4 separate regions of the Sus scrofa genome follow, and regions 1, 2 and 4 are each linked to region 3. Evidence: chromatin contacts called from public HiChIP or PLAC-seq and promoter capture Hi-C data. All regions are on one chromosome and are shown on one strand. The core of a region is the stretch at or near the end of the contact, and the rest is flanking DNA. Distances in the headings are between cores, read along the strand shown. Region 1 holds the start of DDB2 (DNA damage-binding protein 2). Region 2 holds the start of ARFGAP2 (ADP ribosylation factor GTPase activating protein 2). Region 3 holds the start of SPI1 (Spi-1 proto-oncogene). Region 4 overlaps MTCH2 (mitochondrial carrier homolog 2).

Evidence for each region. Promoter capture Hi-C pulls out the DNA fragments that hold promoters and counts their contacts. HiChIP or PLAC-seq counts read pairs in DNA pulled down with a chosen protein or histone mark.
Region 1: a contact with region 3 is called in an H3K27ac HiChIP or PLAC-seq map of alveolar macrophages. The contact joins the promoter of DDB2 here to the promoter of SPI1 in region 3.
Region 2: a promoter capture Hi-C map of fetal liver shows a contact between it and region 3, with 2.8 times the contacts expected there. The contact joins the promoter of ARFGAP2 here to the promoter of SPI1 in region 3. A contact is called at or near these places in 1 of 5 promoter capture datasets (fetal liver) and 1 of 2 datasets of contacts at active chromatin or transcription factors (alveolar macrophages).
Region 4: a contact with region 3 is called in an H3K27ac HiChIP or PLAC-seq map of alveolar macrophages. The contact joins the enhancer-like site here to the promoter of SPI1 in region 3. A contact is called at or near these places in 2 of 5 promoter capture datasets (fetal liver and fetal skeletal muscle), 10 of 47 Hi-C or Micro-C datasets (embryonic fibroblasts, fibroblasts, heart right ventricle and 5 more) and 2 of 2 datasets of contacts at active chromatin or transcription factors (alveolar macrophages and skeletal muscle).

What each region holds. Positions count from the first base shown.
Region 1 is chr2:15,369,105-15,375,682 of Sscrofa11.1, forward strand. It overlaps DDB2 (DNA damage-binding protein 2), which reads right to left and starts at 1,519. Exons shown (of 8, transcript XM_013994357.2): 1 at 1-1,519.
Region 2 is chr2:15,388,730-15,395,196 of Sscrofa11.1, forward strand. It overlaps ARFGAP2 (ADP ribosylation factor GTPase activating protein 2), which reads left to right and starts at 1,874. Exons shown (of 16, transcript NM_001244552.1): 1 at 1,874-1,968; 2 at 2,138-2,256; 3 at 2,802-2,874; 4 at 3,388-3,519; 5 at 3,607-3,687; 6 at 4,398-4,479; 7 at 4,757-4,813; 8 at 5,853-5,905; 9 at 6,282-6,418. The coding sequence starts at 1,897. PACSIN3 (protein kinase C and casein kinase substrate in neurons protein 3) reads left to right here. Exons shown (of 10, transcript XM_021085228.1): 9 at 99-220; 10 at 605-1,164. The coding sequence ends at 720.
Region 3 is chr2:15,223,147-15,230,046 of Sscrofa11.1, forward strand. It overlaps SPI1 (Spi-1 proto-oncogene), which reads left to right and starts at 4,785. Exons shown (of 5, transcript NM_001001865.1): 1 at 4,785-4,962. The coding sequence starts at 4,918.
Region 4 is chr2:15,004,486-15,011,307 of Sscrofa11.1, forward strand. MTCH2 (mitochondrial carrier homolog 2) reads left to right here. Exons shown (of 13, transcript XM_003353877.5): 13 at 1-729. Among named protein-coding and RNA genes, the nearest start is that of C1QTNF4, 12 kb to the right of the region's middle. Within about 2 kb of position 3,721, at least 7 of the 83 cell types and tissues checked have an H3K27ac peak or open chromatin away from gene starts, as enhancers often do. A contact at or near this core is called in alveolar macrophages, embryonic fibroblasts and fetal liver, where this site is marked.

The sequences.
Region 1 (6,578 bases), core at 269-2,768, 140 kb after region 3:
CTAATTGGTGACCACACCCTCTCGGGCTTTGTGATTGGCTGATCCGTACAGTTGGTGTGGGGCGGCTTTATACAATGCTGTCCGCTTCCCCGCTGTGAAAACCGAGCCGATTCCTTCCGCCGGCCTTGCGGTCTGTGGCAATTACTTAAATGTCTCCAGCTCCGTCGAATCTCAGCTTCTCTGTAGAAAGTGGTTAAAACTCAAAGCTTTTAATTAAAGTTTCTCCAAACCTGTTGAGTGTCTGCCCAAAGAGCAGCGTGGGACAGCGACGATGGGCCTATACAGCGTGCAGCTAACTGGGCTGAGGCCTTGTGCACACGATTTCAGCCAAAGGCCAAGGCAGGGAGTCTCATAGGTGTCCCGCCCGGCCCGACAGGGAGATAGTTTGGATGCACCCCACTTTCCGCGACGAGCCAGGCAGAAGCTGGGGTTAGTCGGACTGCTGGTCCTTTCCTTCCACCCGCCAAGTCTGGTGCCAGATGCTTTGGGAGGGTGAGAGGAGGCAAACATGCATTAGTGGTAGATCCTACACTCCAGGAGCTTTCAGACAGGTAGGGACAGAATAGAGTTGCAAAAATATCTCTTGAAAGGAATGAATACTCCAAAAGAAAAGCTGGAAAAAGCTTTCTTCCAATCAGCACAAGGTGTTAGAAATGGCAACCACCAGGGGAAAGGGCACGCTGGTGGCTTCTCCTCTGCAGACCTGTAGCTCCGTTACAGAAGCAAGTTGTCCCCAGCCCACTTACTAAGACCAGCCATTAGTTTCACCTCTGCAGGGTGCTCATTTCTGGGGGATCCTTAATGACCCTTCCGCTAAAACGTTTACAATCTACTAAGAGGAAAAATACATGTGAAACAAGTCAAACAATTCAAGATAGAACACAACTGAGTACTATATTGTAAGCCAACAAACACTTTTAGATGCATTCAGAAAATATAATCTAATGGAGAAAGAATATTTAGGAAAAGCTCATAAGGAAAATGGGATTTTGTGGAGTTTGGGGATGGGAGGGGGGCAGAGAAGAGCATCCTAGGAGAAGAAACAGACTGGTAAAAGTTAGGAATGAGTGTGAGAACCATGAGAAAAAGAAAAATCAGCTCCTGGCATCTGGGAGCTGGCCTGGTACTATTAGCTAAGCCTTAACGTTCTGTCCAAATAAACAATTTCACAAAACATCAGCACAGACAAGGCCATTCTGTGACCATGATAGATCAACACAAAAACAAGATCACTGCACACAGAAAAAAGTATGAACATTGTCCAAACCACAAAAAAAATGACCAAACAGACCCTTATTATTTAGCTAAAATGAGTGACTGCAGGTTCTTTGCTAATCACAGCTTTGGCTTTGCTTCATTCCCCCCACCTTATAGATAAGGTTTATTGATGCCCAATCATAGGATCACCCCTGTTTCCTTTCGGCCTCCAATCCAGAGCAAAACTTCACTTCTTTGAACTATTATCCAAGCCATCCAACACAAACCAATCCTGTAAGTTCTTTCTAATACCTTCACTCTTTTTTTTTTTTTTTTTTGTCTTTTAAAGGCTGCACCCACAGCATATGGAAGTTCCCAGGCTAGAGGTCTGATCGGAGCTGTAGCTGCTGGCCTACACCACAGCCACAGCAACACCAGAACTGAGCCGTGTCTGAGCACTACACAACAGCTCATGGCAATGCTGGATCCCCAACCCACTGAGCGAGGCCAGGGATCGAATCTGCTTCCTTGTGGGTACTAGTCAGATTTGTTACCACTGAGCCATGACTGGAACTCCCTCTAATACCTTCTTACAGAGATGTCCCACCATTCCCCGTGGTATGCATGTTCTGTTGCAATGAGCAGTAGACCTAGAGTTCAACCACAGGAGTGTCCCTGGTGGAATTTGGCTTGGGGCATTAAAATTTATAAATAGGATAGGAGGAGAAAATTGATCACATTAAGGATTTGTGCAAAGTAAGAGAGGCCAGATCAAGGGGGTGGTTGAATAGTGGCAAGCAGGAGAATTCATTCTACTGACATCTGTCAAAAACATACTCTGACATTATTCCAGTCAAAGAGAAAGCTGAAATTAAACATGCTCTTGTTTCCTAGAGTTTCCTGGTGGCCCAGTGGGTTAAGGTTCTGGCATGGTCATTGCTGTGGCTCTGGTTACTGCTGTGGCAAGGGTTCAATCTTTGGCCTGGGAACTTCGGTATGTTGTGGGTGTGGCCAAAAAAATACTCTTTTTTTTCCCCATGGAGTGTGCCTTTTATTTTATTTATTTATTTATTTTTTTTGTCTTTTTGCTATTTCTTGGGCCGCTCCCGCGGCATATGGAGGTTCCCAGGCTAGGGGTCCAATCGGAGCTGTAGCCACCAGCCTACGCCAGAGCCACAGCAACGCAGGATCCGAGCCGCATCTGCAACCTACACCACAGCTCACGGCAACGCCGGATCGTTAACCCACTGAGCAAGGGCAGGGACCGAACCCGCAACCTCATGGTTCCTAGTCGGATTCGTTAACCACTGCGCCACGACGGGAACTCCAAGTGTGCCTTTTAATAGATAAACATACAGCTACTGTAGAGTGTTATAAGCTTGGTGAGAGAGGAACCATTGGATTCTGGAGGGGCAGGGGGCACAGAAAAAGGACACTTGAACTCAGCTTGGAGTGGGGTAAAGAAGGGACAGTGTCAAGGAAGACTTCTCAGAAAAGGTGATACTTAAGCTTAATCTGGAGGGGAAATCGAGGGAGAGGAGAGTGGGAGAGCATTCCAGGCAGAAGGAGCAGAAAGGCAAGGAGGTAATAGTTGGCCATGTTGGATTCATGAACAAAGGAAATGTCAGGTTTTCCCAGAATCCCTTTTAGTATTGAAGACTCTTCCATGGTAGACTAAAAAACAAACAAACAAAAAAACCCATGTGTGAGCAGTGGAAACCTCCCTTGCACGTACCAGTAAAATGCTTTGCCTCAGGTTGTATGCTGGGCCTTCCTTACCCTGGATTTTGCTTTGTTTTACCAAAAGCAGCAGCTCAGGGACTTGATGTCAGATGTTCCCATCTGGTGAACCATTAGGTGCAGAGTGGACAAAAGCAAATAATGCTTTTTTTTTTTTTTTTTTTTTTTTTTGCTTTTTAGGGTTGTACCCACAACATATGGAGGCTCTCAGGTTAGGAGTCAAATCGGAGCTACACCTGCTGGCCTACACCACAGCCACAACAACAACAAAGCAGGATCCCAGACACATCTTCGACCTACACCACAGCTCAAGGCAATGCAGGATCCCTAACCCACTGAGTGAGGCCAGGGATCAAACCTGAAACTTCATGGTTACTAACCGGATTCGTTTCCACTGAGCCACAACGAGAACTTCAATACATATTTTTTTGATACTGCTGATCTGATAATGAGGCGAACGGTACAGGATTGCTCTGGTTTCACGCCATGGAGAGGATGTGCATGAAACCCTATTTATAGCTGTTTTTATTCTATCTGTAATGCTACTTTTGACATAAAGCGTCACAAGGCAATTCATTCAAAAGCTGCTGGTGATAGCAAATCAAGGTCTCGTGTTCACACTGGAAGCTGAGTAGACCGTGAGCATGACCCTAAATAATGCCAATTTCTTTGATCTGCAAAACAAAATGTGGCTTAGGTGTTTTCTGGAACAAATAATATAGCATGGTGGAAAGAGCACTGTACTCAGACTCTGATCCTGGAGTCACCATCTCATTTCTCTATGCCTTAGTTTCCTCCTCATAAAATGAAGGGGAGAGAGGAGGTGGTCTCGCAGATCCTTTCCAGTTTTAAAATCTGCTATTAAAGCAGCAGAAACTAGTGATTGCCTTCAACTCTGGCCTCCCTGTGGGAAGTTTCCATCTAGTAGGAATTGTTTTCTTGTTGCAGGCTGATACATGACTCTGATTCTGATCAAGCTGTCTATGGATCCAAACACTGCTGAGTCTGCAAAACCATCCGTAATCCACACGGATGGTGTGTGCAGGCTTCCCACACACAGTTACTGCATCCAGTGGTTTATAAATGATGGCCTCAAGGAGCTGAAGTTTAAATTCTTCCTAAAGGGTTGGAAACAGACTGAATACAGCATTCAGAGTCCTTGCTGCTTGGCACCTCCAATACATACTTAAATGCCCCAAAATGAATATATTTGTAATAATGCAAAATGAAAGTATGACTCTGGGAACAGTGTCCATTTTTCAAAATTATAATTTTGCGTAGCTTTGGAAGTGTCAGACAGCTGTGTAAATACCCCCAAACCCCACCTTCTGTCTCTGCTGTGGGGGCGGGAGGCACCATCCACATATTGAATCAGTGTCCTGACATGAAATACCAACAGTGCTGGATGCCAGGAAACTTCTCTAAGCAGCCAGAGTTGCAGGGCAATTGCCAGACTGCTGAAATAATACGTGAAAGTGCTTTGCAAACTGTAAAGTGTTCTACAAATAGAAGTTGTTATATAATCTCCTGGCAGCATGTTATTTACTGATAAGGTTTGATAAAGGTGGTGAAGAAGCTGTTCTCAAGAGTTCTCAACAGTCATAGAGCCATCCTGGAAAGAGCGGGGACCAAAAATCAGAAACCAGGGTTTTGAGTTCTGGCAATGCCTTCTCCTCACTGTTTTCACCCAAAAGATCTCTTCCAAGGACCGCAAAAATCCCAGGTGGCAGAAATAAAAAAAGGTTCTCTCTGTGTTACAGCCAAGCCAGTTCCCTATGCATGAGCGAGCGATGAGTCACGGGCGAACTGCATTTACATCCTTCCACTTTCCCCTTTTCCCACTCCCCTCTCCACTGCCTTGTTTTGGCTCCGGTCCCTAGGAGCCAATGTCCTGTTATTAGGACACTGTAAGTCCAGCAGCATGTGACTCAACACTTGCCCAAGGAACCTCAGCTACCACTCTCCCTGTTGAGGAAGGTGGTGAGCTGCCCGGGTAGCTGTGGTTCCTGCAGGTGAAGCCAGCAGCCTCGAGGAGGGGGTATTTCTTGGCACAGATTCACACACATCCTCCCCAGTACTCTAAACTGCGGGTGAGCATGATTGCAGACACACTTACTGTAACCCCCCTTTGTGCTTGCCTATCCCTGTGTCAAAAGGCCCCAGAATATGAGCATGTTGTCATAATTATAGGCAGTCTGGAAGAAACAAGCCACACTTGTGCGGGCAGCATTTAGGCCCCGATCCATTTCGCAAAGAGGGGCATTTGTGAAACTGGATGAAGAAAGACGCTGAAAGACAGCCTGCTTTTTAAGCTCAAGAAGTATTTTACTAGATTTCCAAGGCTAACAGCTGTAGCCCCTTCTAGCCTCGTGTGGTGGCTTGAATGATGGATGGCCCCTGAAGAGATATGTCTATATCCTAATCTCCAGCACCTGTGAATGATACCTTCTTTAGTAAAAGGGTCTTTGCAGATGTAGTTGAGGGTTTTATTTTTTGTGGTTTTTTAATTTTTATTTTATTCTTTTGTCTTTTTGTCTCTTTTAGGGCCACACCTGCAGCATATGGACGTTCCCAGGCTAGGGGTCAAATTGGAGTACAGCTGCCAGCCTACGCCACAGCCACAGCAACACGGGATCGTTAACCCACTGAGTGAGGCCAGGGATCGAACCTGCAACCTCATGGTTCCTAGTCGGATTTGTTTCCGCTGCACCGGGACGGGAACTCTAAGGGTTTTAAAATAAGGAGATTATCTTGGATTATCTGATTAGACTGTACATCCAGTGGTGAGTACCCTGATAAGAGTAAGGCAGAGGGAGATGACACAGAAACAGACACACAGAAGATGATGTGAAGATAGAAGCAGAGACTAGAGTGAAAAAGCTGTAAACCAAGGGATGCCAAAGTGCCACCAGATTGCCAGCAGCCAACAGATGCCAGGAGAAAGGCGAGGAAAGATTCTCAATCCCCAGAGTCTGGGGAGGGGGTGTGGACCTGCCTACACTTTGGTTTCAGATTTCTGGCCTCCAGAACTGTAAGAGAAGAAATGTCGATTGTCTTAAGCTACCAGTTTGTTGGAATTGTTGGAGCCGCCCTGGAAAGCTAGCATACCCAGTCTCTGCCGTGGGTGCTCAGTTTTACCAGGCAGGAAAATCACTCCCTGGTCACATTCTCACTTCCTAGCTGTGTCCTGGAGGAGTCTGCAGCTCTCTAAGTCTCCGTCCTCCTTTGTAAACTGGGAAGAGTAAGTCCAAGTGGACAGAGTTATTATTGATACTGAGGTGACCGCGTGCTGAGCCAGATGCCTGTGATTCCACAGACACTCCTTATGCGTGTGCGCCCATGTTCCCCCTCCAGCCTCACCTCAGGCACAGAGCCCCCATTCCAGGTTGAGCTGCATGGTTTCTGCACCTTCTCCCAGGTCTCAGACTCTTCATGCCTGGCCCTGACTTCTGGACACATCCACTTGGACGTCACATCAACATCTCAAACCTAACTTGTCCTAAGTGAGGTTTGGATCTTCCCCTCGTCAGCCTCTTTCACATTTTCCCCATCCCAGTAAATGACACGTCTGTGTAGTTACTGAAGTTGAAAACCAGAGGTCATTTTTTTTTTGCTTTTTAGGGCCATACCCTTGGCATGTG
Region 2 (6,467 bases), core at 624-3,123, 160 kb after region 3:
TCTCCCCAGGGGAGGAGCCTTTAGCCCTGAGTCCTCGGCTCTGTTGCTCAAAGTGTTCCTTGGGCCCTGAGCCTGCCTCCTTGTCCTCCCCTCTCTAGTGGCAGGCAGGATGAGGAGTGGTCAGACGAGGACAACCCCCGGAAGGCTGCCACTGGGGTCCGGGTGCGGGCACTCTATGACTACGCGGGCCAGGAAGCCGATGAGCTGAGCTTCCGAGCAGGTACCCTGCAGCCCCTTTCCTGGTTCTTTTCAGACTTCAGCCCCTCTACCCCAACCCCTGCCCCTTTACTAGCCTGAGCAGGAGGGTGGAAAAGGGAAGCTAGATACCCAACTCTCAAGTGCTAATTCTCTGACTCTCAAGGCTGCCCTGGGTGCAGCTTCCAGGAGTCAGTGTCTGCTCTGAGCCTCACCTGCCTCTCAAAGTCACCAGCTGGGGCCTGACTGCTGCATGCAGGGTGGGGGTGGGGGGGCTGACTTTGACCTCTCTCTGCCTGAGCCAAGTCTCTTCCAGCTGGGTTCTCCCCCTCCCCCCAAGTCCTTGACCCAATTGTAGGGCTGGGGCTGGGCTAGGACAGTTGCCAGTGACCAATCCCCCTTTCCGCAGGGGAGGAGCTGCTGAAGATGAGCGAGGAGGATGAGCAGGGCTGGTGCCAGGGCCAGCTGCAGAGTGGCCGGATTGGCCTGTACCCTGCCAACTACGTTGAGTGTGTGGGGGCCTGACCTGCCCTTACAGCCCTTCTACATGTTTCTCCACCCCCACCACCCCTTTCAGTCTGAGCCTAGCTTGTCTGGGCAGCTGGACTTGAGGGCCCTGAACCATGCTGCCCCTGGTGGCCCTCTGTCCCTTTCAGGAGAGAGGAAGTCTTGAGACTCCCAGGAGCAAAGGGGCCTGCCTCTAGGAAGGGACTGGTAGGGAAGGGCCAACTGAGTCTGGACTGAGGGGAAGGTGGGAAGGTCAGGAGGTAACAAAAGGGCTCAGGGGTGCCTGGGCCTCCCCAGGAATACCCTGGTCTCCCCAGGAGTTGTGGACCCAGTGCCCAGTCTGTGTTTTGAGCTTCCTGGGGCGCGCTTGGGGTGAGTGTAGTTCTGGGCTAGCAGCACTCTTTTGTGGCTTCTAGTGTGTATTAAACTTGGAAAAAATAAACTTGGAAGAAAAACAAAACACTGTCAGGCTTGTGTGCGTCTTTGTTACCCCCCGCCCCTCCGCCGCCAGGCCACCGAGGGCATCTGGAGCCAGGCACTGAGGAGAGGTCGTGGGCCTGAAGTATATTATGGGGGTGGGGGTTGGGCAAAGGTTGTCAACTTGGTACCTGCTCTGGACTTGGGACCCTAACTTGGATTTGGGACCCTAACCTGGGGCGGAAGGGACTCGAGATAGGGCTAGATGCGAGCCGACCACGACTGGAGGCTGGGTGAGGAGTTCTGAGCGGGGCGGGAGCCCAGTCAGTTTACCTTCCCGTTCAGGGCGGCAGGCCCAGGAGTGCTTGGTAGGACTGTTAATCATCACTCACTCTTTGGGATCTGGCCCGAGAAGAGGCCGGCTTCCCCGTCTCGCAGCCCACGCTCCTGAGAGATGGCTCCACCTTCTGGAGAAGACCGGACCTGCGGGCGCCTCTGCGGCGACGTTTGGGCCTGCGGGCGAGCCGTCGCCCCGCCCCGACTGCGGATTGGCCCCGGCGCGGCGTGGCGTGGATTCGAGCGACTGCCGCCGAGCCCAGGCCGCTGATGGTTCGGCTCCTGCTCCACCGACCGCCCATTGGTCGGGATCCGGACAAATCACCCCGCCCCTAGGCCGGCCGGCCCCCGCTGAGCCCCACCCGCTGACCCGCGTTCGCGGCCGCGGATTGGCCTGTGACGCGACCCGTCGCTCGCGCTGGAATCTGGGAAGGAGAGAAAATGGCGGCCGAGCCGAGCAAGACAGAGATCCAAACTCTTTTTAAGAGGCTTCGCGCAATTCCAACCAACAAGGTGCGTGAGTGGGAGGCGGGCAGGGCCAGGCACTGGCCGAGAGGGACTCCCCTGGTTCCCTTGGCGCCTGAGGGAGGGAGAGGGAGGGCGTGGACTGTCTTCCCGGGGTGTCAGCGCTCGGCCTGGACCTGGGGCCCCTGACCATTCGCTCATCGCCTTTTTCACGCAGGCCTGTTTTGACTGTGGCGCCAAGAATCCGAGTTGGGCTAGCATCACGTATGGTGTTTTCTTGTGCATTGATTGCTCCGGGGTGCATCGCTCCCTGGGCGTCCATCTCAGCTTCATCAGGTAGGGTCTTTTCGCGGCCGCTGTGCTTCCACCCTGCCGCCCGGGGTTCATCGGGGGAGAGTGGCTGCTTGAACTTGGATCGCCCTGAGTTCGGTATTTGCGATCCTCTCATGAGTGGAAACAGCCAGTGTGGGCCCCTTACCACGCAGCCGGTTCGACTCCGCATGTGGGTCAAAACTCCTTTCTTTCCTGACAGTCAGAATTGACATTCCGAGCGTCAGTTTCAGGGAAGAGTTATCTGCATTGATCTTGTTGCTGATACATTGGAGCCAGACTGTGGCTGTGCTTAAGGGGAAGGTCGAGTCCAGGCTTGAGTGCTTGAGAATTTGACCTCCTTTCCATCTGGAAAATAATTGGTAGCCATCTGACTAGATGGATGTAGAGCAAGGCTTTCATGGATAGGGTAGAATGGAGGAAACACGGTGGCGGCTGATGAATATTTCCTGGGCGCTTGCTGCAGCCCGAGGCCAAATGACAGGTGTGGGTCTGCCAGGGAAGCGTCTCCTGGAACCTGCTGGTAGGTGACACGCAGCCCTTGCACACAGGTCCACAGAGTTGGATTCCAACTGGAACTGGTTCCAGCTGAGGTGTATGCAGGTCGGCGGGAATGCCAATGCGGTAAAGCTCCTTCTTACCATCCTCCCACCCCCATTCTTCTGCCTGAGTACTGACTCTACAGTGACTTCTTGAAGGCTCTCTCAGTTTCAGTTAGGAGAAATCTCTGGTCTATGGCAACACTGTACCCTACTCTCTAAACTTGGAAATGTATCCCTGTTCTTCACAAAGGGGCTTTGGTTTTAAACCGAGCTGGACAGACATTCTTGGGGCAAGGCCAAGGGAGTTGGGGCCTTCGCAGTCATCACGGTCTTGGGGGCCTGGATGAAGGATGGGCAGAGTGGGTACAGCATGCTGTCCTCAGGCAAAGTTGAGTGAGGGCTGGGCTTCCATCATTCATCTCAGAGGTTCGAGACTGTGGTTTTTTGCAGGAGTTTCTGAGAAACTTGATGAAAAACTCTTGGTGTCAATAGGGTGTATCATCCTGTAGAAATAGTATCAGGCTGTTAGGAGGGACTGCCTCTTTTGCTCTGGGCTGAATCAACTGTAGCACGTTCTCTTCTCTTTGCTCTCCAGACAGCTTTCTTCCGCCAACATGGATGCACAGCCAATGATGCCAACACCAAATATAATAGCAGAGCTGCCCAGATGTACCGGGAAAAGATCCGGCAGCTGGGGAGTGCGGCCCTGGCTAGGCATGGCACTGATGTAAGTGCCTGTTCCCCCAGGCTGGGGACATGAGGTGACTGGGAATATTCAGAACCTTGGGTTTCAAGGGTGTTTTCTCCTTTCTAGCTTTGGATAGACAATATGAGTAGTGCTCCCAGCCACTCCCCAGAGAAGAAGGACTCTGATTTCTTCTCCGAACACACTCAAGTGAGTGCCCACGAGGAATGTTTTCATAGTTGTTCCTGACAGATGGAGTCCATTCACCTTGGTGTCATACCTCAGATGGGGAATGTCCGGGGCCCACAGCTGGGTGGATCCAGGTGTTCCCTTCTCCCCTCCCTGGGAACAGACCCCTATAAACTGGGGTGCTGAGGAGAAGCTTCTTAAAGGCCCAGGAGGTATCAGGAGCCCAAACACCTTTTCCTGAATTCTACTCCTGTGACAGAGGCACTGTGGATGGGGCATTGAAAGGCTTCCCTCCCCAGCAGCCCACCCCTGGGAGAAGCTTTCCCCTCTGCTGGGTGCTGAAGTCAGACTCCATTTGAATCTCTGCTTCTCTGCATCTGCATTTCTAGGGTTGTGGCTAAGACATCTAACCTGTCAAAAGCTCATTCTCTCCGATGGAGAATGTATCTACCTCAAAAAGTTTGTTGTGATAACTAAACGTATTTATATGCAAAAAACCCTTAGACTTGTGCCTGACACCTGGTGATGGTTGTTGATTGTTATTAAACTAGGGGAGTGGGTTCTGGCTCTAAGTAAATAGTGGAGGGGTGAATAGCAAATGTAATTTTACTTGATAACCTCCAGTCTCCTTTCCTTGTGGGCTTGGAATCAGATTATGTACCCACAAGGTATTTGGCACTCCTCGCCAGCAGGAATGGCTCATCAAGGCTTCTGTCATCTGACCTTTTCAGCCCCCTGCCTGGAGTGCACCAGCTACTGATCTGTCTGAGACCCAGCAGCCAGCCCCATCTGCAGAGAGCAGTGGCCTGGCACGTGAGTACAGCCCAGATTCCAACCATGGGCCCTGGTCCCGGCAAAGGACTTGGGGCTAAGAATGGGACACCTGGCTGAGGGGATGGGAGTGAGGGGTCTCCTACATCTCTGGGTGGGCGGGGATTCATTTCACTCCCTTGGAGGATGTGATGGGCATTCCTTTCTGTCAGAAAGCTGAGGAAAGCCAGCGCCCCTACAGTTGTCCCATCAGTTCCCTTAAGAGAAGGCTGTAGGAAGGTTTGAGCCTTACACCTAATTTCCACCATTGCATCCGCAGAACCAGAGCACGGCCCCAACATGGACCTGCTTGGCACCTCACCCAAAGCCTCTCTGGGTCAGTATGCCAGCTGGCAGGTGTGGGGTACCTGGGAGAGGGTGGGCCTCGGGGATTCTTTTCAGATCTGCTGTCCGGTCATGTGGACTGAGGTTCCTGAAGACCGAGCATCTGATCTCTGCAGTGGGGCCTGGGATTGAAGTCATGGCTGCAACATCGGCTGCAAGGACTTTAGAGCAGGCCCTTTGCATAGATGAACCTGGGTGGCTGGTGTCCCAGGCCTGGGGTCTGCCTCTGGTCGTGGGGCTGGGTTAGGCCAGCATGAGGCTGGGGGCTGAGGCAGACTTGGCCTGTCTGGTCCATTTTCTGGGATGGAGGGACAGCTCTGAGTTATTAATGGTTGGAGGCAACATTGTCCTTTCTCAGCCAGTCACTGGCCCCTCAGCTCTTTTCTGCTCTTTCCTTAATGTCTTTCAGACTTAGTTCGGGGTGAACAGTCCATTTGCTGACCTTGTTTATTCTATTGGCCCTCGGGGTTGGGGCAGAAAGCCAGCAGTAGACCTTCAGACTGACCGCGTGAGGGGGTTGGCAGGGCCTGCTCTGGAATGAGGCTCTCTGAAGGCCTCTGGGCTTGGGAGCAATATGGAGGCTCTGGGGTGGGACGTCCTGTTAGCCACAAGTCTGTTTCTCTCCAGAGTCCATGTATCTGTCACCTAAAGGGACTCTTCCTGCCAGAGGTAATGGCTGCTCAGGGAACCCAGCCCCTTGCTCGCTGGTTCTCTGCTCTAGGTGTCCAGGCTGGTGTTTGGCACTGCCCCTGCCTGGCAGTCTTCGTGTTGGGTCAGGGACTTTGTCTCTGGTGCTTCTGGGCCAGATTCTCGTGTCTATCTGCTGAGAGTCAGTAACCTCCCCTAACCTTACCTGTCTTGGCTTGGACATCCTGATACCATTGGTGGAGCCGGTGGCGGCAGCTGTGCCTTCCCCTGCCTGAAGCTGTTCTTTGTAGAAGCTCTTGCCAGGAAGCTGCATGGTGTGCACTGAGCTGCTGCCTTTGACCTTCCTTTGTTTCTGCTCACACCCCACCCTCTTTCTCACACAGAACTGAAAACCTCCCTCATTGGCAAGAAGAAGCCAGCGGCAGCTAAGAAAGGGGTAGGTGGGGAGAGGCAGTATGACAGAGCGGTCAGGACCTGAAGGTAGACTGCTTGGGTTTTCCCTTTGACCCGACCACTTACTGGCTGTATGACTTGGGCATCTTTTCTGTCAAAGAGCTGTCAGGACGCCTGTCTTCAGGGGGCTCCTGGGAGGAGCCGGTGAGATTGTCCTGAGGCCTCTGCTGGGGCTGTGTGAGCCACCTCGTGCACGGCCCCATAGAACCACTGTTTTGTTCTTTCCACCGTGCTGACTGGGCTCCAATTTTTTTACACTAAACTTTAAGGAACCCTTTCCTTGTGGGTGTTTCCATGCCAGGGAGGGGACAGAGGACATTGTGGTTGGCAAATCCCTTGTCACATGATTCTCCTCCCAGCTGGGTGCCAAGAAAGGCCTAGGGGCCCAGAAGGTGAGCAGCCAGAGTTTCAGTGAGATTGAGCGGCAGGCACAGGTAGCCGAGAAGCTCCGTGAGCAGCAGGCAGCTGATGCCAAGAAGCAGGCTGAGGAGTCCATGTGAGTGTTTGCCAGAGGGGCCCCGGCTCCTGCAGGATTGGGTGGGCAG
Region 3 (6,900 bases), core at 3,535-6,034:
TTGCTTTTTTTCTTTGTTGGCTGCACCCTCGGCATGTGGAAGTTCCCCGACTGGGCATCAAACCCACACCACAGCAATGGCAGCAGTGACAACACTCGATCCCCAACCCACGGAGCCACAAGAGAACTGCAAGTGCAGTATTATTTATAACAGCCAAAGATTGGAAAAAATCTGAATGTCTATAGAAAAGAGACTGGTTAAATAACTTTTGAAATTATGGAATACTACACAGCAAGGAAAACCTCCCATGGCTACATGCAACGACATAGTGGGGAAAAAAGAAGCAGGACCCTAAAGAATATTTACACCTTGATTCTTTTTGGATAAGGACGAAAATCTATTAAGATAAAAACTAAACTATACTGTTAGAGACGTTTACATAAGTGGGAAAACTATGAAGAAAAATAATTATTGAAAAAGTTAGGATAGTGTTACCTCTAGAGAGAGGGAGAATATTTGGGGGATGGTTCTGTAGTGATGGCAACATTTTTGTTTGTTTTTGCGCTTTTTTTTTTTTTTTTTTTTTTTTTTGGCTGCACTCACAGCATATGGAAATTCTCTGGGCCAGGAATTAAACCTGTGCCATAACAGTGACCCCGGCCACCGTGTGACAATGCTGGATCCTTAAGCTGCTGAGCCACACGGGAACTTCTGGCAATGTTTTATCTCTTGACCTAGATGGTGGTTACAGTAGTGTTAGCTTCACAATTATTTTTTAAGTTGTACATAAATGTTTTGTGCATACTTTGGTATGAATGGGATCTCTCATGATTGAAAAATATGACAATCTAAGAGTTTCCGTTGTGGTACAATGGGATCAGTGGCATTTCTGCAGCATGAGAATGCAGGTTTGGTCCCCGGCCTGGCACAGTGGGTTAAAGGATCCCGCGTTGCTGCAGCTGTGGCACAGGTGGCAACTGAGGCTCAGATCTGATCCCTGGCCTGGGAACTCCATATGCTGCAGGACTGCCAAAAAAAAGAAAAAAAAAACAACCAAAAAACAGTATCACAGTCCTTTCAAAGAGCAGATGAATGTATTGTCATTAAAAAGAATAAGACAGGGAGTGTCCATTGTGGCTCAGCAGGAACAAACCCGACTAGTATCCATGAGGATGCAGGCTGATCCCTGGCCTCAATCATGGGTTAAGCATCCAGTGTTGCTGTGAGCTATGGTATAGATCACAGATGAGACTTGGATCCGAGCTGCTATAACTGTGTTGTAGGCCGGCAGCTGTAGCTCCGACTCAACCCCTAGCCTGGGAACTTCCATTTGCTGCGGGTGGGGCCCTAAAAAGAGAACAACAACAGCAAAAAGACAGCTCTGTATGCATGGGCATGGGATGGATTTGGGGGGGAGAAAAGAAACAGCCCAAGTGAAGGATAGTGTATTTAGTACACCGCCTCTGCGTAAAATTAAAAAAAGACTCTATCTGGCTCTATGCTTCTGTCTGCTTAGACTATTGCTAGAAAAATACCCAAGACTTGGGGAATGGGTACCTTTTAGATTTTATATAGCGTGTTTTACCTATTCAAAAATAAAATAATTTAAAAACTCTTTTGCCTCTTGTCCCCCGAAGCAACTAAGATTTTTAGTCTCAGACCAATGTCTTACCCACAAGAATGTGAACCACACACCAACATGACGCACCTGATGAGCTCCAGCCAGCTGGGGACCCTCTCTGGTCCTGTATCCTCTGCTGCAGAAGCAAGAGGCCAGGCCTGTGCTCCTCTGAGGTCCCATTGCTTCCCCACTGGCTGGCCTGTCTCCTCTCTCCCTCCCTCTTTGGTCACCGCCCCCCTCACCCCCACTTCTGTTTCCTCCCTGCCCCCCCCCACCCCCGCACTAGGACCCAGCCTTTCTGAGGGCCCCAGAAGGCAGGTTCGTGCCCCAGATCTCCATTCCCGAGTTGTGTGACTCTAGGCGAGTCACTGACCTCTTGAGCCTCAGTGTAATAGATGGTTGTCCTGGTTATGTGAAATCACAAAGGTGGAAGCAGCCAGCACAGGCACTCTGAAAATAATTTCTCCCTATTAAGGAGCCGTTAGCCCTGGCACTGTGGTTTGTCAGACCTTCCCTGCTCTGCTTGGAACTGCCTAGAATCGAGATCCTATTTTGAAGGCCTCAAATAACTGCAGGTCTCTGGGAATGAATGGGAGGCTCTGGGAAGAGGCCTCGGGTGCCCTTTGGGCGGAGGGGCAGCAGAAGGAAGGAAGAGCAGGAGTTGCTGGTGTATGAATGGGCACGGAACGTGAGGGACAGTTCTGCCAATTTCCAGAGATTTGGGGCCCTGGATCTTTTATGGGTCTCCTTACCCAGGCCCCTTGGCCTTGGCCAGACTTGGGACAATGGCATCTCTTTCTTCTCCTGTGGCGCCTTGAGACTTAGGTCTCAGGGACCCATAGCTGACCTGGTCTGCTACCCCAGCTCCCAGGCTGGGGACTCAAAAAGCTCATTGCCTTCTTGTCCTGTCTTGCTTCTAGCCGAGAGGATAGCAGCTCACTGGTGACTCCTTTGTTCGCTCTCCCCTCCTTGACTTTGCTCCTTGACTTTGGTTCCTCAGCCAGACATGCTCTTTCCCTCACTTTTCACTCGTGTTTTCCTGCCCTTGGCCCTGACCTAATTAACTGTTCCCTGGCACCTCTGTGCCCCAGCCCCGAAGAACCAGTCTGTCTGCTTACACCTCTGTTCTCTTTGCAGGCCTGTGAGCTCCTGGAGGCCAAGGACATGCCTCATTCATGTTTATGTCCCCTTTCTGGGCCCAGCACGTGGAGGAGCCTCAATCAAAAGTTAGCGATTGGGAATTCCCTTTGTGGCTCAATGGGTTAAGCATAGTGTCTATGAGGTTGTGGGTTTAATCCCTGGCCCCATTCAGGGGGTTAAAGATCTGGCGTGGCCCTGAGCTGTGATGTAGGTCACAGATGAAATTTGGATCCTGCATTGCTGTAGCTGTGGCACGGGCCAGCAGTTGAAGCTCTGATTTGACCCCTAGCCTGGGAACTTCCATATGCCAGAGGTGTAGCCCTCAAAAGACCAAGAAAAAAAAAAAAAAAAAAAGAACAATGAATGAATGAATGAACACATCAAGCAGGACCTGGTGCAATAGACCTACTCCCCACACACATCCAATGGGCTAGGACTAGACTTTGATGGGAAAGTGGGGACAAGGATGGATCTGCTCCTTTTTGGGGAGGGCCTTGGTCAAGTTCCTGGAAGTCCTGAGGTCTGGTAACTCGGACCCCTGGGAGAGTCCCAAGAGTGCATTCAAAAAAAATCAGTGAAGATTGTAGGCAAAAAAGATCTAATGGAGAACACAGACTTGTGAATTCCTGGTCTTTGCTGCAAGTAAATAAGCACTAGGGGATCTGGGATTCCAGTGACAGGAAGGAGGCTGGCAAGTCACTGGGGAGGGATATAAAGCAACTACTCAGGGGAGGAAACGGAACACTCAAGAAGTTCTTCTCAAGAGAAGTAGACTCATCAGAGATCAATAGATCAAAAAATATCTCTATTCATCCTTCTGCCCTCCAGACTAGATCAGGAACTCCTTGAAGGCAGGGATCTTGTCCGTTACCTCTCCTTTCCCCTTGAACTCAATTATGATTGGATGATACATAGATAGATGGATGAAGGGATGGATGGATGCGGGGGTTGGATGGTTGGGTAGTTGGGGGAATGTATGGACGGATGTATGAATGGATGGATGGCTAGATGGACAGGTGGATGAATGGATTAATGGGTGAACAAATTAATAGCAGGATATACAGTAGATAAACAGATGGAAAAATGGATGCGTCACGGATGGGCTGATATATAAACATATAGATGGCTAAAGGGACAAGCAGATAAATGGGTGGATGGGTGATAGACTAATAGATAAATGGGCTAACGAGTGAATAGTTGGATAAACTGATAGACAAATGAATGCACGGCTGGCTTTCATGAGTGGATGGATGGATTGACAAACAGACCGATAAACAAATCGATGAGAAAACAGATGAATGGATGGACAGACAAGAAAGGTTTGATATCAAGGCATTGGTCAGGGGTGGGGAAACTGAGAAATCTGGGCTGGGAATAGAGCACTTAGGGATCTGGGAGAAGCGGTGGTGCTTGGGAAACTGGGAAGAGAGGGTGGAAGAACGCTTCTGGTGGAAGGGAAGCCAGTGTAAAAGGACTAGGAGGAAAGGGGAAGTGGTACCATGCTGAAGACCCTGGCCCGGAGCCCAGCGCTAGGCTTGGCAGAACCGAGGGGCTGGGGGCCCAAGGGCCCAGGGAGAGCCAGGCCTGGGAATCAGCTGGATCAGAGCCCTCAGCCAGCCAGCCTGACCCCAGAAAATGGAGGCCCCAAGAGGCCATCCTTACCAGCTCTGACCCCAAGGAAGTGACTGTTGGGCACGTGGAGGGTCTCTAGAGAGGTAGGTGTTTGTGGGGTTAGGGGCTGGAGAGCCTCAGCAGGGCGGGGGCAGCAAAGGCCTCCCAGTGGTGAAGCTAGGCTTCCTCCCTCCTTCTCTTCCTCCCCACCCCAGCCCTCAAGGCCGCCCCTCATAGTCCCCGGCTTCCTCTGGGCAGGGGGCCTGGCCCCCATGGCCTCCCAGGCCAGCCCCTGGAGCACCACCTGCCCCAGCCGGCCAGAGACTTCCTGTAGCGCAAGAGATTTATGCAAACGGGCTGGGGTGGTGATGTCACCCCAAGGGGACTATCTCCCAGCGGCAGGCCTTCGATAAAATCAGGAACTTGCGCTGGCCCTGCAATGTCAAGGGAGGGGGCTCACCCAGGGCTCCTGTAGCTCAAGGGGCAGGCCTGAGCCCTGCGCCCGCCCCGAGTCCGTCCGGCCCCCGACGGGGCGCCCCATCCCAAGGGGCTCCGCACTGGCCCCCACCGAGGCAGGGGACCTGACAGGCTCGGAGCTCGGCTGGATGTTACAGGCGTGCAAAATGGAAGGGTTTCCCCTCGTCCCCCCTGTGAGTACCGGGACTCCTCTACCAGCCCAGCCCGCGGCCCTCCGACGCCCGCCCGCCTGCCCGCCAGCCCACCAACCCGCTGGCTGCCCTCCGGCTATCAGTGGGAAGCTGGTGTTTCCTCCCAGCAGCTCCTGGCCTGAGACCCAGCGAGGGGGCCATTCGCTTCCTCGGAGCATGCCCTGGCGGGCTGAGGGCTGGGCCCACGGTGGGGCTGTGATCGGTGGGGCCTGAACGGTTATTTATAGTTGGGGCTCGGGTGGCAGGCCTGAGCCCCAGCGCAGGGTGCTGGGCTGAGGATGGTGAGGGTGGCGGCAGGGAGGTGGTGGCGGAGGAGATGAGGAGACTGGCTTGCCGGTGAGGAAGCCGGCCCCCAGGACAGTAAAGGCTCATGGGCAGGAGGCAGCAGGCCAGAGATCTCAGCCCAGGGCCTGGGTGCTCCTGGATACTGAGGCTGTCTTGAGCCTGAGTCCCCAACACCCAGGCTGGGGCCTGGCACAGAGGACATAGTTGTGGTCCTAAGGCTCTGAGCTCTGGGCCCAGGCCCTGAGTGGCGGAGGCAGGGGCCGGGGAGGCGCTGGGCTGGAGCAGTGAGGGGAGCAGAGACTGGCCATGCAGTTAGGGCTGGAGATCGGGAAGAAGAGGGCAGGAGCTGGGGTTGGAGACATCCTGCGGCTGAGATTGAGGCTGGGGTAGGGTCTGGTCAAGGGTGAGCCTGGGGTGAAGGCAGGGGCTGAGGCTGGAGGAGAAGAAGCAGGCGTCCCAGCGGTCCCCAGGGAGGGAAGGCCAGCCGTCTGGGGTGGACCCCTTCTGCTCCTGTTCTCAGTGACAGTTGCAGCCTTTGGCAGGTGTCAGACTTGGGCCTCTCTGAGAAGACCTATGTCCCTTTCCCACCCTGTCTGCCCTCAGCAGGGGTAGGGACACTTGCGGGGAGCTGGCAAGGACTTGGCAGGACCTGCCCACCTGACTCAGCTTTCCTGGCCTGGATGCAGCTCCCTTCACCACCCCCACCACCCAGCCAGGCCTCAGAGCCCCAGGGAGGCACCCCAGGTTGACATCCTGCTGTGGGGCTGTGCTACCCACAAACCCTGTGCTAGGATCCCGGCCTCCTGGGAGCCAGCCAGCCCCCACCTGGCCTGGTCCCACCCTTCTCCAACCTGGGACCAAGAGTCTGAGGGGGCAGGCAGGAGCGGATGGAGGTGGTCCTGGGAAGAGCCACCTCTGCCCTGAGAAAGCCACAGGCCCAGGGGCTCAGCCACCCTGTCTGAACCTTGACCTCTCAGTCTCTGAACCCCAGGGAGAGCTGCATAGGAGACATATCTTGGGCTTCCACACCAAACCCCTCAGCCCCTCTCCTCAGCCCAGGGGCTAGTCTGGCGTGGCTCCTGGATGGTGGGCTCCTAAGGCAGTGCTGCTCCTCAAACCAGACCCTGAGGGCCAGAGTTACTGTTGTGCAATCCTTGGGCACATACTGCGGGGGTGGGGAGAGGCCTGGTGACTGTTGGGAAGCCGGTATGCTTGTCCCTGTGCTGGGGGTGGGGGGAGGGAGTAGCCCAGGGAGGTGGGTGGATGGGAGGAGCAGGGAGGAAGAGGGTCAAGGCTCTGGCCCACGGCCCCCAAAGCCTGCCTGGGCGAATCCTGGAAATTCCATCAGTGTGACTAGCCATTGGTCATCATGGTGGCCCTGGGCCTGCCAGTGGCCTGGGCACAGGCCGTGAGAGAGGGGAGTGGGGTGCGGAAAGTGGCAGGAGGACAAGCATGTGTTCTGTGGAGTGAGTGTGCAGGAGGAATACCCTGGAAGGATATGGGTGTGAACGTGTGTGAATGCATTTGGCAGCGAGCATACGGATTCGTGTGTTAATTTGGGGGACACTATGTGTGTCTACAGGTGAGTGTAAACAGGGCTCGGGTGACGACAAGTGTGTGGATATGCCAGTTGAC
Region 4 (6,822 bases), core at 2,471-4,970, 220 kb before region 3:
ATACTATAGCATTAGCCCCCTTCTCTAAGAGCTAAGTCTTTGTCAGTCCGTAAATTACATCATTATACAGTTCTAATTGTATATAATCTTCAGTTTTTTATTTTGTTTCCTTTTTTGTTGCAGAAGGTGAGTAGTTTGTTTTTCATTCCTGATGACACCCTTGGAAGGTGTTCTTGTAACTTCATATCTGGTAATGCAGACAGACTTAAGTCCACAGGGTTTTAGGATATTTGACCTCCTCGCATGTCATACCCTCTGTTAGGCATGTTAACATTTGCAGGAGGGGGAAAAAAATCACTCTTGATGGAAATAAATTTCCACTCAAGCATAAAGCTCTTATTTACTCAGGCCTTTTAAAAGCAGGTTAAAATGCTCAAAAATGAGAAAGCATTTGGTTTCATTTATTTAAGTAATCCGCTGGGATGTTGCCAAATGAGTAAGCATTTAATTTGCTGTTTCTCAGAAGAATTTGCTACTTCCCTATCAAAGCAACAGCACCCACAACATTAGAGCATGCAGGGTCTCCTCCTTCCCCCAGGTTTAGGAATATAGCCTGAAGCTCATGGGTAGCTTACCTTGAAATGTCTTTGATGTCTCTGTCTCAAAAAGTAATGTAAATTTTATATTCTATTCAATTTTATCTGCATTTGTTTTAATATAAAAATGTTTTGCATTACCTACTTCTTTTCCCCAAAAAAATCTCCAAGTAAAGATGATCTAGGAAAATGTGCCATGTTTATTATCCTGTGGCTTCTGTTCTCACACACGCCTGCCTTGTTGAGAAGCTTGTCTGACTGTGAGAACCAGTCTTCCCCTAGAGGGCGCCAAGGCTTCGCTTTTGCCTATGAAAGTTGGGCTCAAAAACAAGGCCTGGGATTATTCAAAGTACTAGCTAATGAATCTCACTGCATCCAAGCTATACGTCCATTAAAGGTACTATACCTGTGGTCCTACATAAAATTCTATAAGCCATTAACATATTCAGAAATCTGAAGTTTATTGAGGGGCTGGCAAATGCAGGTAGGTACTCTTAAGATACACTTGCAAGAAATAATGAACTGTCCCATTATATGTGTAAATAATGTAAGCATAATGCAAATTATCTAGTAAGCTGCACTTGAGAAACTGGGCGAGTGATTTGCCTCGGCAGTACCGAGCTAAGTTGCCAGGAAATATTCCGTCTGGGCAGTGATGGTCATTGAAGCTTGATTGAAGAAAGGAATGTGGGGGGGTGTTCTGGAATTTTGGGGTACTTGTAGAAGTGCCAGAGTAGGTAAGCAACCATAGGATAAAGGAAACTTTAAACAGAGTCCTATTTCCCAGCTTCTTACTGTTACCTAAACATACCCTCGCCTTGCAGTGATCTCCTACTTTAGAAATATCCTCCCTCCCCTCTTCCCATTGAAGTTTTCCTGTACAGTAAAATTCAGTTCTAGTGCCATCTTTTAGTGAAGTCTCATAGTCCTCCCAACCTGATGAGATCTTTGCTTTCAAACTCTTCCTCCCCCAAGGCTGCTAATAATACTGCGCACTAAACTGAAAAGGGAAACTACAAGGGCTTCCCGTATTGGTGCAGCGGAAATGAATCTGACTAGTATCCATGAGGATGCAGGTTTGATCCCTGGCCTCACTTAGTGGGTTGAGGGTCCGGCGTTACTGTGAGTTGCAGACGTGGCTTGGATCCCAAGTTGCTTTGGCCATGGCCTAGGCCAGCAGCTGTAGCTCTGATGTGACCCCTAGCCTGGGAACTTCCATGTGCCTCAAGTGTGGCCCTAAAGCAAAAAGTAAAAGGGGGTGGGGGACTACATCCAGCACCGAGTTCAAGGCCTACACAGTGGCATTACTTCTCTCTGGTGTCTGTGGGAAAAAAATTACTATATTTAGCCCTTTAAAACAGGCCCCCTAAAGAGTTCCATTTGTGGCTCAGCGGTTAATGAACCCGACTAGTATCCATGAGGACACAGTTGATCCCTGGCCTCGCTCAGTGGATTTAGGATCTGAGGTTGCCGTGAGCCGTGGTGCAGGTCACAGAAGTGGCTCAGATCCAGCGTTGCTATGGCTCTGGTGTAGGCTGGCAGCTGCAGCTCCGATTTGACCCTTAGCCTGGGACTCTCCATATGCCTCGGGTGCAGCCCTAAAGAGACCAAAAAAACAGGCCCCTGGGAGTTGTGGTGCAGTGGTTAACGAATCCGACTAGGAACCATGAGGTTGCAGGTTTGATCCCTGCCTTGCTCAGTGGGTTAACGATCCGGCGTTGCCGTGAGCTGTGGTGTAGGTTGCAGACGTGGCTCGGATCCTGCGTTGCTGCGACTCTGGCGTAGGCTGGTGGCTGCAGCTCCGATTAGACCCCTAGCCTGGGAACCTCCATATGCCGCAGGAGCAGCCCAAGAAATGGCAAAAAGACAAAAAAAAAAAAAAAACAGACCCCTAAAACATTAGCCTCATGGGCTGTATAGAAAAACTGTAGCTGGGGAAGTAGCAGTACATAAAGTTGGTCAGTTTAAGGTGTTATGGCAGGTGAGGAAGCCAGAAGAGAGAATAATGGTGAGTAATGACTACCAGGCCTGAGGTGTAAGTGCTAATTCTCACAGTCTTTGGTAGAGTGAGTAGTCCTACTTGAAAAATAAAATGAGACTCAGAGTAAGTAACTCATTCAAAATTACAGAGCTAGTGAGTTTCAGAGCAGGATTCAAACCTGACTTGAATTCCAAGACATGTTTACTGCTTCATAGAAGCAATGAAATGCTGAGAAAGAAGTAGCCAGTGAACCAAATGATAAGTGATTGGTCTATCTCAGGAGCAATGCTGTGTGTTCTAATCAAATCAGTAAACTAAAGAACTAACCTCCCTCACAATAGAGTAGAATCGTCTTAAATCAGGAAAGACATAGTTTTTGCCTCTTCAGAATGAAAAATAAGTAAAGCAACTGAAAAGAAATGATCACTCTTACTTTTCTGGACTATTATGGTTTATGCAGATGTGGAAAGCAAAGGATTTATTCCCAGGAGTGCCATCAGTCCAATGCATTGGAACCTGTGCTACATTTGAAGGATAACATTTGACAGTGATGTACATGTCAGCTTCTCTGTGGATTCTTCTAGAAAAGCCTTGCATGTTGAACAGGTTCATTCAGGCTGCCTCCCTAAGTGCCAGAATACTCTATCTTTGGGATTTTGGTTGGGAGGGGTTTTTTTGGTTTTGGCTCTACCTGTGGCATATGGAAGTTCCCAGGGGCAGGGATGGAACCTGTGCCACAGCAGCAACCCACACTGCTACAAGGCCAGATCCTTAATCTCTTGTGCCACAAGGGAAGTCCTTTTGGTTTATTTTTTAAATATAAAGATGTGTATTTTATCTCCTCTGGAGAGACTTTTTTTTTTTTTTTTTTTTTTTAAGGCTTCTTTAAGGATGTCACATGTAAACTCTCATTTAACTTTTTCCACCTCTATTAATCCTTCATCTTAAGTCTTCAGACTTGAGAGAGTCAGGATCTTGGCCTCTGATTTTTGTCTTAGAAGGAAAAAGTTGCAAATGGAAGGGGGTTTTTTGCCATCAATCAAAAAACAACTTTTCTGGAGAACATCTTAGATGGTAACAAATTGATTTCTAAAGCAACTGAAAGTGTTTCCCTTACAGCCAGCTTTGTCCATATGACTCAGCCTCTTCGTCTGTGTGCTGCTTCCCCAAGCTTTGGTGGGGAGGCGGGTCTAACGCTGCCATGATTCCATGGCCCTGAGACAAAATGTTGAAATACCCATTTGTCATGCTCTCCTAAAAGGGTTCCTCTGCAGTCCAGGCCCCAAATCTCCTGTCTGGGACCAATCGGGCAGATTTTGTATTAAAACCACAGTTATTCTGAAATTCCCTTGTGGCGCATTAGGTTAAGGATCCACCATTGTCACTGCTGCAGCTCAGGTCGCTGCTGAGGTGCAGGTTCAATCCCTGGCCTCAGGATTTCCCATCGTGGCACAGTGGAAATGAATCTGATTAGGAACTGTGAGGTTGCGGGTTCAATCCCTGGCCTTGCTTAGTGGGTTAAGGATCTGGTGTTGCTGTGAGCTGTGTGGCATAGGTCATAGATGTGGCTCAGATCTGATGTGGCTGTGGCTGTGGCATAGGCCGGCAGCTGTAGCTCCGACTGGACCCCTAGCCTGGGAACCTCCATATGCCTCAGGTGTGGCCCTAAAAAGAAAAAGAAAGAAAAAAATCCAAGGCCCAGGAGCTTTTTAGGCCCTCTCAAACACAAACAAACCAAAACAGAAAAGCACCACAATTGTTCTGGAATCAACTTACTGCCACCCAGAAAAAGAGTGTTTTCAGATACATAGTTATTAGTTCCAAACACCAAAATATGGCTGGAGAACAGTGCTTTGGAGAGTGTCAAGGAAAAGCGGGGAGGGAACAAAGCTGTGACCTGGAGGAGCTATTCAAGACACACCAACTTGCTGAGAGGGAGAGCAGATAATGAAAGAAACCCTGCCCACCCCCACCCCCTCAAAGTCTCCAGGATGACACCGTGGCTGAGAGAACCTTCTCTAGCACCGATTTTGGCCTCACTAAGGCAGCCAGGAGAATGGACTGTTCCCTGGTATGTGCCACATTTCCATGGAAAATCTATTAGGTTTTGCAGTTTATTTCCAAATGGAGTCGCATGAAGAGCCAGAGGGGAGATAAGGACAAGAAGCAGAAGTGTGCCTACTGGTTTTCCATCCCGTCTGGGCCTCCTGGCATCACCAAGATTGTTGAGAATGTCCTTTGGCTGGAAACAGAAAAGGAGAGTGAAAACAGAACAGAGCCGCAGCTTGCTTGGGACTGCTCACCTCACCCTGGAACTCAGCATCTCAGGCCCTTCCTCCCCTGAGGGGCCCACATTTAGAGTCTGTAAGTACAGCCCTCAGTTACTAAGTGTGCAGAGCCCTGTGCTCCAGGCGGTGAGGGTGCAAGAACTCTCTCCCTGGCCCCTGTGGCATTCCTGTGCTCTGGGGAAGGAGATGCGGTCTGATGAGAAGGTAAAAGCTAGGAATTTGGAGAGGAGTAAATTGAGAAGCATGTAAAACAGCAAAAAGCCTGGTGCATGAAAGCATCCTCGCTGCGTCTCCTGAACACTTGCTGTGATGGCTCTTGGACAGGCAGGGTGTGCCAGGAGAGGTTGAAACCACATCCCTGGCATCCACAAGAGGAAAAGCTCACATCAGGTTGGGGGAACTCAGGGGAGACTTCATGAAGGAGTGGCCTTGAGCAGTTTTTTTTTTTTAAGGCTAGGGTACTGGGAGGCAGGATGGTGGAATGGGAGCAACTTCCAGCTCTGTCACTTAGCCGTGTGACCTCAGACTAGTTATTTGATCATATTAAGCCTCAGGAAGATAATTCTTTTATTGGCACATTAAACTGAGTACAGTGTCACAGTAAATATTTGGTATGTGGTAGCTGTCATGGTTATTTGAGAATTAGAGGAGTTCCCATCATGGCTCAGCAGAAATGAATCTGACTAGCATCCATAAGGACTCGATCCATAAGGTTTCGATCCCTGGCCTCGCTCAGTGGGTTAAGGATCTGGCATTGCTGTGGCTATGGCATAGGCCAATTCGACCCCTAGCCTGGGAACCTCCGTATACCACGGGTGTGGCCCTATAAAGACAAAAAGAGAGAGAAGGGCTACTTTATAAGTATAGATAATATAGGCAAAGTCATGGAGCTAATAAAAGCCAAGAATTGAGAGAAAGTGGCACTGCCTCTCAAATGACAGTCCTAACATTTCTTCAGAGCTGTATTTCTGCCATATAATGAGCACCGAGAAAAGTACCTAACACCTAGTACTCAACAAATGTTTGTCGAATGAATGGATGTCCTTCAGGATCCTCAAATTCAATTAGTTACATCTCAGCCCTTCTCTGAGCCAAGCCTGCAGTGGTACTTGGATTCTCAAACTTCATTAAACACTTCCTGATCACCCTGTTTCCCAATCTAAAACCCTGGAAATGACTTTCCTCTCTGCCCTTCCCTCTTCTAAGAAGTCACTGCTAGATTCTCAGAAATTCCTCTTGAATTTGTCATCCTTCCTCCATCCCCACTGCCACGTACATCATCTCTGCCCAGCTGTTTCGGCAGCCTTCTATCTTCTCTTCCTGCCACCAGTGCAGGACGGTAGGCAGTAGATAAAGCTGGAGCTCTAGGGTACGACGTGGATATGGAGGATGGCTCCAACTTTCCTCTGCCTATACAGGCTTCCGGCAAGGGACAAAATACTTTCTGACCTACGTTTCTTAAGACTTCTTGCCCTAGCATCCCTAAATCCATAACACCCTAAGCCCACAGTCCCAATTCTCCTACAGCCTCCTCTGCACTTCATATTTGTACCTCAATAGCAGCTGCTCTTTGTGTCTGTTATCTTCCACTGGAGCCTTGTGCAGGAGGAGCCAAGCTGAGAGACAAGGATATATATAAATAGAAAGTGGGTGTAAAGTTCTGCAGTTGCATGTTTTTAAAAAGACTAATTCCATCTCTTCTCCATTTGATTTTTGAAATTCCTGTCCACCCCCTCATCTTCCATCTTTTCCAAAAGCCTGTGCATTCCTGCTCTCTCCTTGGTCAAGTCCATGATAAACCTGGAAACCATGACAGCTAAGAGATGGATGTGACCTGGAAAGAAGTGCATGTAGGAGTTCCCCTTGTGGCACGGTGGGTTAATGATCCGGCTTGTCTCTGTGGAGGCACAGGTTTGATCCTGGTCCAGCACTGTGGGTTAAGGATCCAGGGTTACTGCAGCTGTGGTGTAGGTGGCACCTTCAGCTCAGATTCAGTCCCTGGGCCAGGAACTTCCAT